2 separate regions of the Columba livia genome follow, and region 1 is linked to region 2. Evidence: chromatin contacts called from public Hi-C data. All regions are on one chromosome and are shown on one strand. Each heading gives the region's core, a stretch centred on a gene start, on an enhancer-like site or on the middle of the called end of the contact. The rest is flanking DNA. Distances are from core to core; before and after follow the strand shown.

Region 1 (6,351 bases), core at 348-2,847, 71 kb after region 2:
ACCTTTTAGCTGATGGGCTGCACTTCAAACCATAAATTTGCAAAGCTCCCAACTTCTGTATCATGACCCATTAGATACACACAAGTGCCCTCTGCCTGTAAGCAACTCTGGCACAGCCTCCTGAAGAAACTAAAAAAAGTTCAGGAAAAGTACTGCCAATAACAGAACAGGACCTAAAGCTTATTTGCATTACTATAATATCAACACACGCTTTATTCTACACCATGTAACAAGTACTAGATGTCAGCTACAGACCCCCCAGAGAGCAAGAGCAAAAGCTGTATAATCTGCATTTTGTCACTCATATTGGATAGGACATTCTCAGCTGGATAACCAGAGAGTAGTCCCTGCTGGGACTGCCATCCCTCTCCCCAAAAAGACCTGACTACCTTCTGTCATAATATGGAGGTTAGCAGGTGGCGACTTGTGATTTGGGGGGAGCCATTTTATATGTATATTTTTCCAAACTCTAAAGAACTTCAGCACATAATGATGCTTTCAGAATAACCAAACCCAAGGCACTAAGGCACTAAGAAGTGGCAGGAATGTGGGATATCTGCATAAAGTCTGAAGAAAAAAGAACTTACTTCTGGTAAAAGTATTCCTTTCAGCTACAACTTCAGGATACATGCCAAAAATCCCAGAAAACTTTTTGGGCAATATAGTGAATTCGAGCCTTTACCAGTCACGGTTTGTTCCCACCTTGTTAAAGTTACAATCAGCCAGAGAGATGCTTATAATAGAAACATATGATGATTTTGTGCAAATCAGAGATAAAATGTTCTGAATAGGAAAGCTCAAGCGCACATTATATCCACATACCACACGTACATTATGTAACGCTTGTCCCAAATACACTCCAATAAAGAGAGCTAGTTTGATATCTTAAAAACTCATTGACTATGCCACAGCAGAAATGAGAGCAGATGTCATTCTTCCCTGCCTCGCTGCGATTTTTTTCTGCATAACTCGGCGTTACATATTTGCTAAAGACGAACGGCCAGTTTAGGCTTGACTGTAACTAACAAAGAACAAGGTAAACCCCTGGGCGGGAGGGGGGGGGAAGACAAACACAGGCATGCCGCGCTGTAAATACGAGCAGCCCAGCAGAGAGCCCTGCCCGTCCCCAGCTAGTTACAAATACCTCCTGATTATACAAATGCCACGTTATCTGGGTGTCTAGCAGATTAAATTCACGGGCTGGACGGACTGTCCGAGGCTTGTTTATCGCAGGTCACCGACTGGCATTTGTAACCCAAGCTTAGCTATTTTCGTGATTTACAAACAGCAGCGCATACGCCGCTGAGATGTAACTGCACAGCATAAGGAGCCTCAGACAAACTCTGCCTATCGCACACACGGAGTAAAAGGCACAACTCGGACTGTTTCAAAGTCAGCGCGGGTGGCTGGTAGGGGACGCGCCCGAGCCCAAACTCCAGCAAACTCGGCGGCTCCTTACCTGCTCGGCGGGCGCCCGGGCAGCGCGGCGGCTCCGGCTTTGTGCGCTCCCGCGGGAGGCGGCTGTCCCGGCCCGGGAGGCGGCTGTCCCGGCCCGGGAGGCAGCGGCTGCCGGCGGGACCCGAAGCGGGCGGGGAGAGAGAGAGACCCGCTCCCGCCGCCCCGGCCCGGCCACCGCGGGGAACTTCGGCGGGGCGGCCGGGAGCTGGGGCCGCCGGTGGCGGCGGCGCTGGGGGCCGGGGCGCCCTGAGCTCCTGCTGCCGCCCGCGGGGTGCGGGAAGGAGGGAGGCAGGACGGGAGGGAGGGGACTGGTGTCCCGCGGGGGCGAGTGGGGCCGGCGGGCGGGCGAGCGAGCCGGAGGCGGCGGGGCCGGGGCCGGGCTGGGGCGGCGCGGGGAGTCACTGCCCAGGAATGCCAGGAATGTGGGGCGGCCGCTGCGGCCGCGGGGCCCGGAGACGTCGGGGACGCGACTTGGGATTTCTTTTCTCTGTTTTTTTTTTCCTTTAAACTATCCCCCCCCTCCCTAAGGAAGGAGGAGAGTCGAAACCCACCCCGCGGAGGAGGGAGAAGGAGGAAGAGGAGGGCGCAGGCTCCCGCCAATCCGGGCGGGTGCCGGCCGCAGCCCTCCCGAGGAGGGCAGAGCTGCTGGGCACTGGGCGCCTGCCTCTCTGCTCCTCTCCCCTCCCGGCCCGTCTCCCCGCCCTTCCCCTGCCGCCACGCGTGTCGGCGCGGGGCCCGGGCCGGCCACGACCCGTTGTTGGGCTCCGCGCACGTGTGGGCCCGTCCCGCGGCGGGAGGGGACCCCGCGGGGCAGCGCGGCCGGGCGGGAGGCGCTGCGCCAGCCCGGGCGGGGCTGCGGCCGCAGAGGGACGCGGGGGGGCAGGAGCGGCGCTGCGGCCGGCTTCGCACGCCTGGGCCTTGTAGCTCCTGTGTTCCCCCTTGCAGCCCTCCCGTTGGCAGGCAGGGTGCCACCCTGCTGCCCTTCCGTAACCCCAGTTCATCTCCCTCAGTCGTGCATCGTTTCTTCTCCAGCCATCCCTGTCTTCACTCCTGCTTTTCCCATTTTACCCCTATCGGTCTCCCTCTCCTTGTGTGACCCTCGCTTAAAGAGGGGTGGTTATCCCTGTTCTGCCAGCTGCGCAGAGGGCTGCTGCAGGAGACCTGATAGAGAAACACCCATGGTGCTGCCATCACAGGCATGCCTGCTGGAAAGCAAGCAGGAGAAAACCTGTTTTGAAATGAGGCAGTTGGTAACTACATGAACTGCCCAGGACACCCGGTGCTCGACAGGTCTGGAAAACCCTTCTGATGGCTACTGTAAGAAAGAGAAGGGGCAGAGGGTGCACCAAGCTGTGGGCAGCCAGGAGCACCATTGGAAAGGTTGGGGCTACAAAGAGATGTTGTATGGATCACTCCAGACCATGTAGGCTTGAGAACAGTGTGTGAGAAATGATGTGTAGATGCTCTTGCGTGTCATAGCTAATTTCCAATTTGCAAAACTGTTCTTACTTTAGACTACATTTATTTAAAAATATCCACATTCTGAAAAATGTGTGCAAGTATAATACTTCTGGTACCAATAGGCACCTGCAGAAATGTCAAAGGGAGGTATCCCTCTAAAACCAGAACACCAGAACTCAAGGACTCTTACAAACAGGGAAAGTTAAAAAAAAAATAAATGAGAATTTATACTAATTTTGAGTTGCTGTGCTTTTTTGCTACTTGTACAGCTTATTGAAGGAGTATGTGAGCAGATTTGTTGGAGTCAGGATTCCTGGGGTTAATAATGGTGAGAGTATCAGGAGCTGAAAGAGGGAGAAATAGCATAGATTCCTGATTTTGATAGATAAGTAATTGTATTTAAATACTGTAAGTAGAATCACAGGCCTATGCCTTACCTCTGGCATAATAATATTATAATTACATTTTGCAAGGAAAGTCCTTTTCATCTGAGACTCTCAAACATTTTTCAAACACCACACCTTAATGAAGTAAGTAATTATCCCCATTTTACATATGGCTACACTGAGGCACTAAGAAGTGGCACCATTTAAGATTTTAACTGGAATTATACCTTCACCACATGTAGATACAGAGCTTAGAGTAACAATCTGGAAGAAACATCAGGTGTCAGAATGAGATGATAAGATGGATCATAGAGCTGCTTTGCTCTCAGTTTATACAGTTCAGCTTTATGCCAGAAAACAGCTTTCCGCTACCAAGTGGGAAGTTGCACACAAGGGTAGCACGCATCAAAACCAGGGTTTAACTTCTTCGGTTACAGTGAGGTTCTCCCCATGCTGGGGCAGGTGTAAGGTTGTTGTTTTTCAGAGAATAAATATTGTCTCTTGCATCTGTGCCTCAAGGTGGTCTGCTGGCTACTGCCAGTTTTAAGTTGATTTGCCGTTGGTCACCTTCACTTTCACAGGTCTCTCTGCATTTGAAGAAAGCTTATTTAATGACGGTAATTGCAACTGAAACAGTGTTGCAAGAAGCATAAACATGCTGACAGAAGGGACATTTTATTTATTGGCTACCTGCAGCGTGGGGTCTCCTAGGAGAAATAAAACCAGCTAGAATAAATAAAATCAGACTACTTGTCAGCAAGAGCAACAAAGTCTGCAAAATGAAATGTATTTCAAACTTATCCAACCAAGCTCCTGAAGCTGGGGACGGTGAAGATGATTACTTTTAATGAGATTACTTAATGCAATGATTAATGTCTGTATTAGACTCTCAGAGATTGTAGAAGTGGGTGCTTTGGAAATACCGAGCTTGCTAGACATTATACCCAGTTACTGCAGTGTCTTCCATCAGGAGATGGGTTGTGTTGGTGCAACTACCACTTTCTAGGACTGTTGAAAACTGGAATCTTTACAGACACCTTTGCTCCCCGAGAGATGCCAGGATTATATGACCCTGGGATTAAAACCAACAGTTCCTACCTGCTACCTGGGAAGCATTTTCATAAAATACTGGATCTAGATCAGATGTTCGTCACGCTGTTTGAAAATGTGATGTTAAAATGATACAAATCACTTGTTTGGTTCCAAACCTTTGTGCTGGTTCAGATTTGTCTGGAAAACTTTGATGGTAAATCTTACAACAATCATTTGGAGGCTGCATTATGTATTACGTTTCTATGTTGCCAGGGAATCATGTTATAGTATTTTTTTTTTCCTGAAAAGGTGACAACTCTAAATTATATTTAGAGACTTTATTGACTTTCTGTAATGATTTATGGAATTTACCTCCAAAATATACTCTCTGCTCTGGTATAAATTAATTTTTATACTGGCTCCTTCTACAGTTTAATCAGGATAATTATATATATATATATATATATATATATATTAGGGTAGATGTGAAATAAGTTACTGACATAGGACTTTACCTCAGTTACTTTAGCTACCAGTCTTTGGTCTGATCTTGGGCATGTAGCAGCACGTCCCTGTGTCTTCGTTTTCTTCTCTGAAAATTGAGATAATGATAGTGATCTTAAGAAGGTGCTTTTTGGTTTGCAGATGAAAGCACTGTATAGGAGAGATATATCATTTATTCTTTTTTTTTTTTTTTTCCCAAATTGTGAATATGACAGGCCTGAATGTTGTCTCAAAACCCTTGTGAAAATAAAAGCCCAACACCATTCAGCTTGACCAAATAGACCAGAGGAAAACTGATTTTATCTGGGTCATAATACAGTAGATATTTATAGTGCCACTGTTGTCTGAAGCTATATGCAACAAATTTTGAAGTGTCTTAGTAACCTGCTAGCAAGACCTGTATTAAACGTATTTTGAATGTGTTTTAACTGAGGCTAAACTAATTCTAGAGTCTTGTTATAACATGGAAAAATCTCAGTCCTTGTTGGTTGGTAAAACCATGTCATAACCTGTTTCCTATAAAACTGTCTTTAAACTGTACTTAAGCAACAGCTGGTGGTTTCTCCTGTGAACAGTAGATGATGTTTAATTAGCCTTACAGTCATCTACATTACAATCAAATCAAAGAATGCAGTTGCAACACATTCCCGATTTGTATTGTAAATGTGACCCTAACTGTGTTCCTAAAATCTCTGTCATGTGCTACAGCTGGGTACACTGACCTGATTGTAACATAAGCAGAAACTTAGTGCCCTAGCAGAAATTCCCATTCCTAAAATCATATTTGTTCTTTATAAATTGATACTTTTAATCTTTGAAGTTTACCACAAGAAGAAAAAAAAAAAAAGTTTACTTCTCTAGTATTCTGTGCTCTCATTAACTATTCCATTTAATAGTGCTTCTCAAAATCAGCTCTTAGAAAAGGAATTTGGATTACACAATCTTGGAAAACAAATCTGTTGCCACCGAGCATGAGCTAACATGTTATAGTACTCACGGCTTATCACAAGTAAGACAGCTCCCAGTTTTGTAGACCAGAAAAAGTCTTGGTTGATGATCTGTGCAAATAAACTACAATGTACTGAGTATTCTAGTTTTCTTAGAGTTGTATTCTGCTTGAGGACTTATTTAATACCTGTGCCTCTTTTCAGCTCTTCAGTAAGAGTTGTAAAATGGAAAACCTTTAGCATTTGTGAATAAAGTAGTAAACTTATGACTCTATGGTTGAAAGTACTCCAAGTGGGATTTAGATGAGCAACATACCTTTCTATGTGATTCTTACTGCTGTCCAAGCTAGAATAGTCTAATGACAGAATTACTAACATTTTTCCTGTTTGTATGGGTTAACAATTTGGATACTTTTAAATGTATCATTTAGCATTGTCAATAAGTCTTCAGATTTCTGAAAAGTGGTCTCCTGAGGGGAAAACAAACAGACAAACAAACAAACAACAACAACAACAACAAAAAGAAAACATAAAAACCCCCTAGCTTTTAACAGAAGTTAATT
Region 2 (6,826 bases), core at 889-3,388:
TTACTCCTGGAGTGACAGTGACATGGGTCACCCACCTCAGGTGTCCCCTGACATCTTCCTGCATTGTGGCCACATGAGGTAGGAACTGGGACATCTCCTTTCACAAGGCATGAACTGGAGCGGCTAATTCCACTGCCAAGGAGGACGAGGAGCACACCCTGGAGGAAGCTCTGCTAGAAGGCTCTAATAGCCCTACAAGCCACAGATTCATGTGCTGCAAAACTGTGGTCAGGCTCTCTGCCCAGCCAACGGAGAGGAGAAATTGGCCCATATTCTGTTGAGGATTTGAGGCTCCTCCATCTGAAATTACATTAAATGCTATTATTATGTCACTATGCTAGCTGAGACCGCTCTTTGTTCGCTTGGATTGCAAAAGTATATCTATAATTTGAGGGAAATGAAACATTTTTAAAATGATTCAGCTACAGATTCGCTGAGGAAAGCTGTTCCAGAACAGCAGATCAAACCATGCATTTCACAAGCCGCCTATTAGGTGGTCTAGCTGGGAAAGCACATGGAAACTGAAAAAAAAATAGAAGTCCGCCACCTGAAACCCCAGATAATACAAGGCAAGAAATTCAAAATTAAGACTGACAAAGCTTTCATCACAGAGGCATTCTGGCATATTAGGGGTGTGCAGGGCAAAAGAGACACCACCATAGCCAAGTGCGCAGAGAGCTGAAATCTCTCACCTTTGATGCTCATTTTGGGTTGAACATTTTTAGCAGAGCCATTGTGTATTCAATGTAATAAAGGCTACTACAGTTTGCCAGCCTGTAGCTAATTCCAAGGGGAATGGGAGTGGACAACAAGTCTGAACAAAGCCATAATTATAAGGATATCATTTCCCACAACTCTATTTAGCCAACACAGAAAACATTAAAAGTATATTTGCATCTATTGCACCAAAAAGCATACTTTTTAATAAAGTAAATAAGCTGCAACTGGACAAATATGAGACATCTGAACTCCAGAATCAACGTCTGCATCTTAGGAATCCATACTATATCAGAAGAAAAAAAATAACAAACCACCCAAATAGTATTAGTAAGCGGGAGATAAGGGTACTGGTTTAAAATTTAATTGCAACACTCAGATTCAGACTCAGCTACTGCTGCGTAAATGTAAAGAAACTACATTTGCCCACACAGTTCTTCACAGACCTCCCAAGATCAGGATTCGTGTTTGTTGTCCTGTCACCTCAAAAAAGAACGCGCATGTTTGTGTAGTGTCACCGAATTCACTGTACCCTTCCACCACCACTGTTCATCTGATGTATAAGCTCTGTTGCTGTTTTATATATGCTGAAAATAACTCAATACATTTTACTGATTTCTGTTCTCTTCAACAACCAATGTTTCAGATACCACAAGTCATGCAGAACCTGGCCTGATCAATATTGGAAGTGAGATTAAAGGATGGTTTACAACAATAAGAATATAGTTTAGTTTTCCGGAGTAATTGTACTGGTGCATTCCGTCTTCACAATTTTCCCATTAGTGAATTCTACAAAGAACCACAAGGCAAATATTTCATTAATAATTACTCAATATTATCAGACCCAGTAGCCTTAGTAATGAACAGCATCCAACCTGCTAGGCAATGTACAAGAACAAAACAAAAAGTGCTTATTGCCCCAGGGATTTACAGTCTAAATATATGTTTCCTATACATACACAGATCTACACGTTTATACAAACAGGTGATAGGATTGAAATAATAAAGACTAATATTCTTTGAATGCTGTACTGTGATCAGTTTGGATTTTTGTTATTTTTCCCTAGTTTTACTTTCCTTTGCTGCACATCAGAGCCAGGAAGGGTTCGGAACACACACATTATCTGTACTGCAATAGGAAACACTTTAATTTCTTCTTTTTAATCAGTCCTTGTGTTTTTCTGGGTATTTCAAGCCAGAATGAATAAATGCATTACAGTTTCAATACTAATAAATATTTACCTTGAGTGTATTTGGAAATACACAAAGCTCTACAAAACACATATTAGTTACCCAAGAGGTACAATTCCTTTAAAATCGTTTCTAATGATGCAATTACCGGCATGACTAACTGTTTTATAACTCATTAGGTACCTTATTGGCGTCAAGCCTATCTATTGGACAGCTTCACAGCTATGTAGTTTAACTTCTCTGGAGGAAAACTGCTTTACTGCCTCATATCTCCAAAATAAGTATTTAAGACCTAAAGGAGTAACAAATTGGCCCACAAGTGGTTTAGCTCAAGACCTTCAGCTCTTTTCCAGCTTAAAAAAAAAAATTGCAATTAGAGTACAGTATGATCTTCTAAAATTAGGAACACAATAAAAGTCTCATTGAATCATAACATTCCAACTCAGCTCGTTTGGGTTTATGTTAGTACAGTATTATACTTCTGAGCAGACACACTGCAATGTATGCTTACGCAATAATCTGCCCACAGGGAAGCAGTTTCTCCAGAATAGAGGCCTTTTATCATTTACTGAAATTATTTTAAGCATTAGCTTTGATATTGATGTGTCTGTTGTTCACCTCACACTTTAAAATCTCCTATGATCTTGGCTTTGATAATATTTATCTACAGGATTCCACAGAAACCTATTTTTTATTTTAAACATGGGGCCTTTCATTTTTTTCCCAGTCTTCAAGTTAAACAAGCCAATGATTCAGCTATTCAATGGGCAATCAAAGGAACTAATTGAGAATGACAAAAAGGGGCTTATTTATTTATTACATATTTGAGACAATAATAATAATAATACTTAACTCTTACTGGTTGTTTTTCTGAGAAAAACTTGCTTTAAATAGTATTAATGATCATTAGCCTAATTTTATAAATAGAGTATCTGAGGTACACAACTGGTGGAGTCACTCATGTAAACTTTGGCAGGAAACCATGGCAGATTTGGGAGATCCAAGCTTTGTTCCCAAGCCTCAATGCAGAGTACTACTTACTGGATGCTGCTTGTTTCATGTGGGTCACCCAACACAACTGCAACCAAACTGATTGCAAACTCGGACTGGATTTTATATGGCAAAAAAGAAAGGCAGGCAGATAAGACCGGTCTTTTCAGATACGATGTTCAGCATATTGGCAAGGATGGTATTATGATTTCTGGGCCTGAGCATGCTGAAACACATTTTAGATGCAAGGCTTCAATCAGCACATCTTAATCTAAAAGCACTTTAGAAAAAGAGGTACATACATTGATGATGTCATTGTCAGCAACGCGGTGCTAAGGCCTTGTCTTTGCTGTTGTAAAAAAACGTAGATGATGTTGATAAACAGAACATCTCCAGCTCACTCCTCTGGAATTTCATCAGCTTCCCTCCCAGCGAAAGTCTGATGTTTCACAGTAGCAGACAATAGCCATTTATCTGGGATTTGTGGTAGAATATAAAAAGCAATGGCTGTGCTTCCACTACTAAAGGGTAATATTTTTAGAAGGGTATTATTGAGAACAAGTCTACCACACCCTGTCACAGACCTTCAGAAAGACCAACAGACTTGCCAGAAAAAAAAACAAGGAAGGAGACGAAAGAGCCTTTGTCACACATGCAGGAGAAAATTCCTTCAGAAGCTCAAACTGTCAATGCCAATAGTGAAAACATAGTCATAACAGTTTGTAGGGTAGGAACTGCTTGATCATAACAACCTTGTAAGGTAGGTCACGGTTAGCTTCAGGTAACTGAGAAATGAGGTTGCTCAAAAGCAGCATCCAACTGTCTGCATCCTGGTTTCCTCCAGCAGCTGGATGGAAAACATGACTGAAACTAAAATTAAAATAAATATATGGAAAGATTTGTGTCATTCCTCTTCCCCTTCCTCATGAGAGAGAACAATGCTGGGTTAGCATCATTTTCACACATTGGATTGTAAAAGGAGGACAGATCAAAACCCATTCATATCACCTACTTCTACATTGTTCAATCTCTCTCTTTAAAAGCAACAGTTTATAGCCAAACGGGAGGAATGGGGATTTGGCTAAAACAGGCTAATTTCACAACGATGGTCACTTTCCATTTGTTTTGATATGCAACTTGTGAGCATAAGGGTAAATGATACAGAGCCTGGGGGGCGGGCTTGCTGGGCACACAGTGGAAGGTAAGTCACCACCTCAGACCAGTGAAATTCCTACCAAAGGCCAAAGTCTTCCAAGGTTAAGGTCCATCTACACAGTCAACTCCTGGCTACTAGAACAGGAAAACCTTTGAGCACCTAAAAACAGTCTGATCACAATTTTGCACGGCTTAGTTGTTTTTTACCACCTCTATTTCTTCAGTTTACTACTGAAACGTTGTTCTTACGCACGCATTCTCCAAAAGACAGTCTACTAAAATTTCAGGTCTCCACTTCCACCAATTCTTTACACAGCTGGCAGAAGATTTCAAATGCAAATGCCAAGTATGAATGTTTTAGGAGCAATAAGCTTTGTTTTCTGGCATCAGTCAATGAAGTCAAATTTCTGCAGCAAAAGCAAGCATTCAAAAAATAGAAGAGTATATATATTGCAAGTGGACATGGGACTGTTTAGGAAGGCAACACATACTTTATAACCTTTCACACATAAGCACCTGCTTCCAGTCTAGCCTATTATCAAAGTGTTGTGGGTCTTTGGAGCCCAGTGTTAAATGGATGGCTGGGGAAACCCTTCGCAGTGAGACACGAGATACCAGCATCACACTCAGTGTTCTTGTTGGCAGCAAAATACTGAGCTTGGACTGTAAAGAAGTGCTCTGCGAGTGTTTTTCTCTACCTGCCATTTCTGATGGGCCACAAGCACAGACATGCAGCCAGGCCTTGTCGTGGCCTGCAGACGTGACACAAGCCTTCCAAAACATGCACTCCTTCCCCGAGAGGCTTAGCCAGCAAATGTGGCCTTACCATGTCCACCAATTTCTCAGCATTAAAAAAGGAACCCCCCAACCACAACAAGTCCATCCTCTGCACTTTTTGTCAAGAGCGTATTGTAGTTTTCAGATACTCCAAGTTCAAATAAACCCACAAAGTTAAACCTTAAATGAAAAGGCCAGTAATGGCATGCTTTAGCAAGAAAGGAAGGCATGCCACAACCTGATCCTGAATTTCTGCCCCTGAACTCTTGAATTAATTATCACAAATTACAGGGAGCACCAATACAATTTATAAGCACCATAAACTCCCTAACAGCCACCTATAATTTTATCAGAGTTAATCCAAATACCTAAAGAATTATACAGGACAAAACTCCAGCACGCCTTTTAGAGTTAAAAAATGGTGGAAGCCATATTTTCTTGTCTTCCAAGCACACTCTCTCAGCAAAAGCTACATTTGGTCTCTGCAAGCTGGAGTCCAGCAAAGCCAGGCCCTGGTGACACCACCATAACATTCATTCTTATAAAGGCTGGAATGGGATTGCGAAAGTAAAGCAAAACAATCAAAACCATATAATGTGAAAAATTTGTATTTTAGTGTTTTCAGCTGAAAAACAACACTCAGTGCAAGAATAAATACTGCATTGAAACAGTAGCCAAAAACATCTGGGAGTGAAGAGTTTGTTAGCCTCACATCTTTGAAAAAAGCCACTTATCCATCTGGTTTGGGTTTTAAAGACATGCTAAAAGTTTTACTGTCCAACATGGCAGTCCTATTGACTTTAGACTACTCACACAGTTAAGCTTAAATACATGCTCAGCTATGTGCTCCTGTCCCCTGAACTGAGCAAAACACTTCCATTTGGCTACAGTAACCCGAAGGTTACAACATAGGAGACTTATTTTTTCTTATTAACTTCACTTTCTTTTTTTTCCATTTTTTAAATAAAAAAAAGTAGAACTGAGTCAGGTAGGTGGCATTGCAGCAATGCCACATACTGCTTTTCATACACAGATCTTAAATGCTGTAGAGGAAGATTGCTATTCCCATACTCCCACCCTATCGCCAAAAACAACAACAACAAATCACAGGGAGAAAATATGGGCCTGAGGCAAGATGCAACTTCCCATAATGGTGATAGCACTGGAACTAAACTCCGATCACCTCTTCATCAGTAAGGTCCACAGGTCAAATGGATATCAAAGTCTATGAGAAAAATCTTGCTTGCTAAACTCCCTTCAGCTTTTTTGTGCAGCCTGCCAGAAAAAAATATCTGTACTCAACTGGGGTTTTTTTTTGAGTGCAAACCCACAGAACTGCTGTCTCCACCTTCACCTTCCTTCTAACATGGTCTCCCCATTCCCACGTAGCGTCCTCAGGAGCTTCAACTACATATAGGCTCAATAACATAGCATGCAGCCTGCATGTAATTTCCCACTTAACTAGTCACATCCTCAACACATCAGGTCCCACACACAGAGCAACTCCTGCCCCCAAATCCTTAAATGGTATAAAAGTAATGGTAGCTGTGAAGATCTATTCTCACAAAGACGCAAAATTGCAAAGATGAGCCGTGGCTATGTATGCTGAAGACTACTAAACCTCAGGGGGAAGAGGAGCACAAGAAATGCTGTTGATCTTTCCTGGTTTGGAAGCAGGAAATAATTTCAGCAAAAATGAGATTAGACCCCCGAAAGTTAATAATACCTTAGATTTACTTCCTTTACTCATATGCGTTGACTCAGTTCAAAATATGCTGCTCCCTCCCCTGAAAACACAGCTAACCTTCAAGCTGTCTTCACTGTGGGAAAAGGTGGTTTAAGTTACATATGGAAGCAATATGAGTCAACAGTTTGAAAATTCTCCTGGTAGCCAGCCAGGTTAATGGCCGAGCAGGTTAGAATATCATGCTAAAAAAATGTGGTGAGTTAACTAGAACATATGTATACTCTAGCTCATACTATGCAACACTGAAAA

What was found. A called contact is a pair of places that touch in the nucleus more often than the background predicts.
Region 1: a contact with region 2 is called in a Hi-C map of liver, with 2.0 times the contacts expected there. The contact joins the promoter of PTPN14 here to the enhancer-like site in region 2. A contact is called at or near these places in 2 of 2 Hi-C or Micro-C datasets (crop and liver).

The regions. Positions count from the first base shown.
Region 1 is chr3:98,045,471-98,051,821 of bColLiv1.pat.W.v2, forward strand. It overlaps PTPN14 (protein tyrosine phosphatase non-receptor type 14), which reads right to left and starts at 1,598. Exons shown (of 19, transcript XM_005502759.3): 1 at 1,460-1,598. It overlaps LOC110359024 (a long non-coding RNA gene), which reads right to left and starts at 6,238. Exons shown (of 3, transcript XR_002413915.2): 1 at 6,105-6,238; 2 at 4,853-4,929; 3 at 3,720-3,892.
Region 2 is chr3:97,973,498-97,980,323 of bColLiv1.pat.W.v2, forward strand. All of the region lies in intron 3 of PTPN14 (protein tyrosine phosphatase non-receptor type 14), which reads right to left. Among named protein-coding and RNA genes, the nearest start is that of PTPN14, 70 kb to the right of the region's middle. Within about 2 kb of position 2,139, at least 1 of the 3 cell types and tissues checked has an H3K27ac peak away from gene starts, as active enhancers do.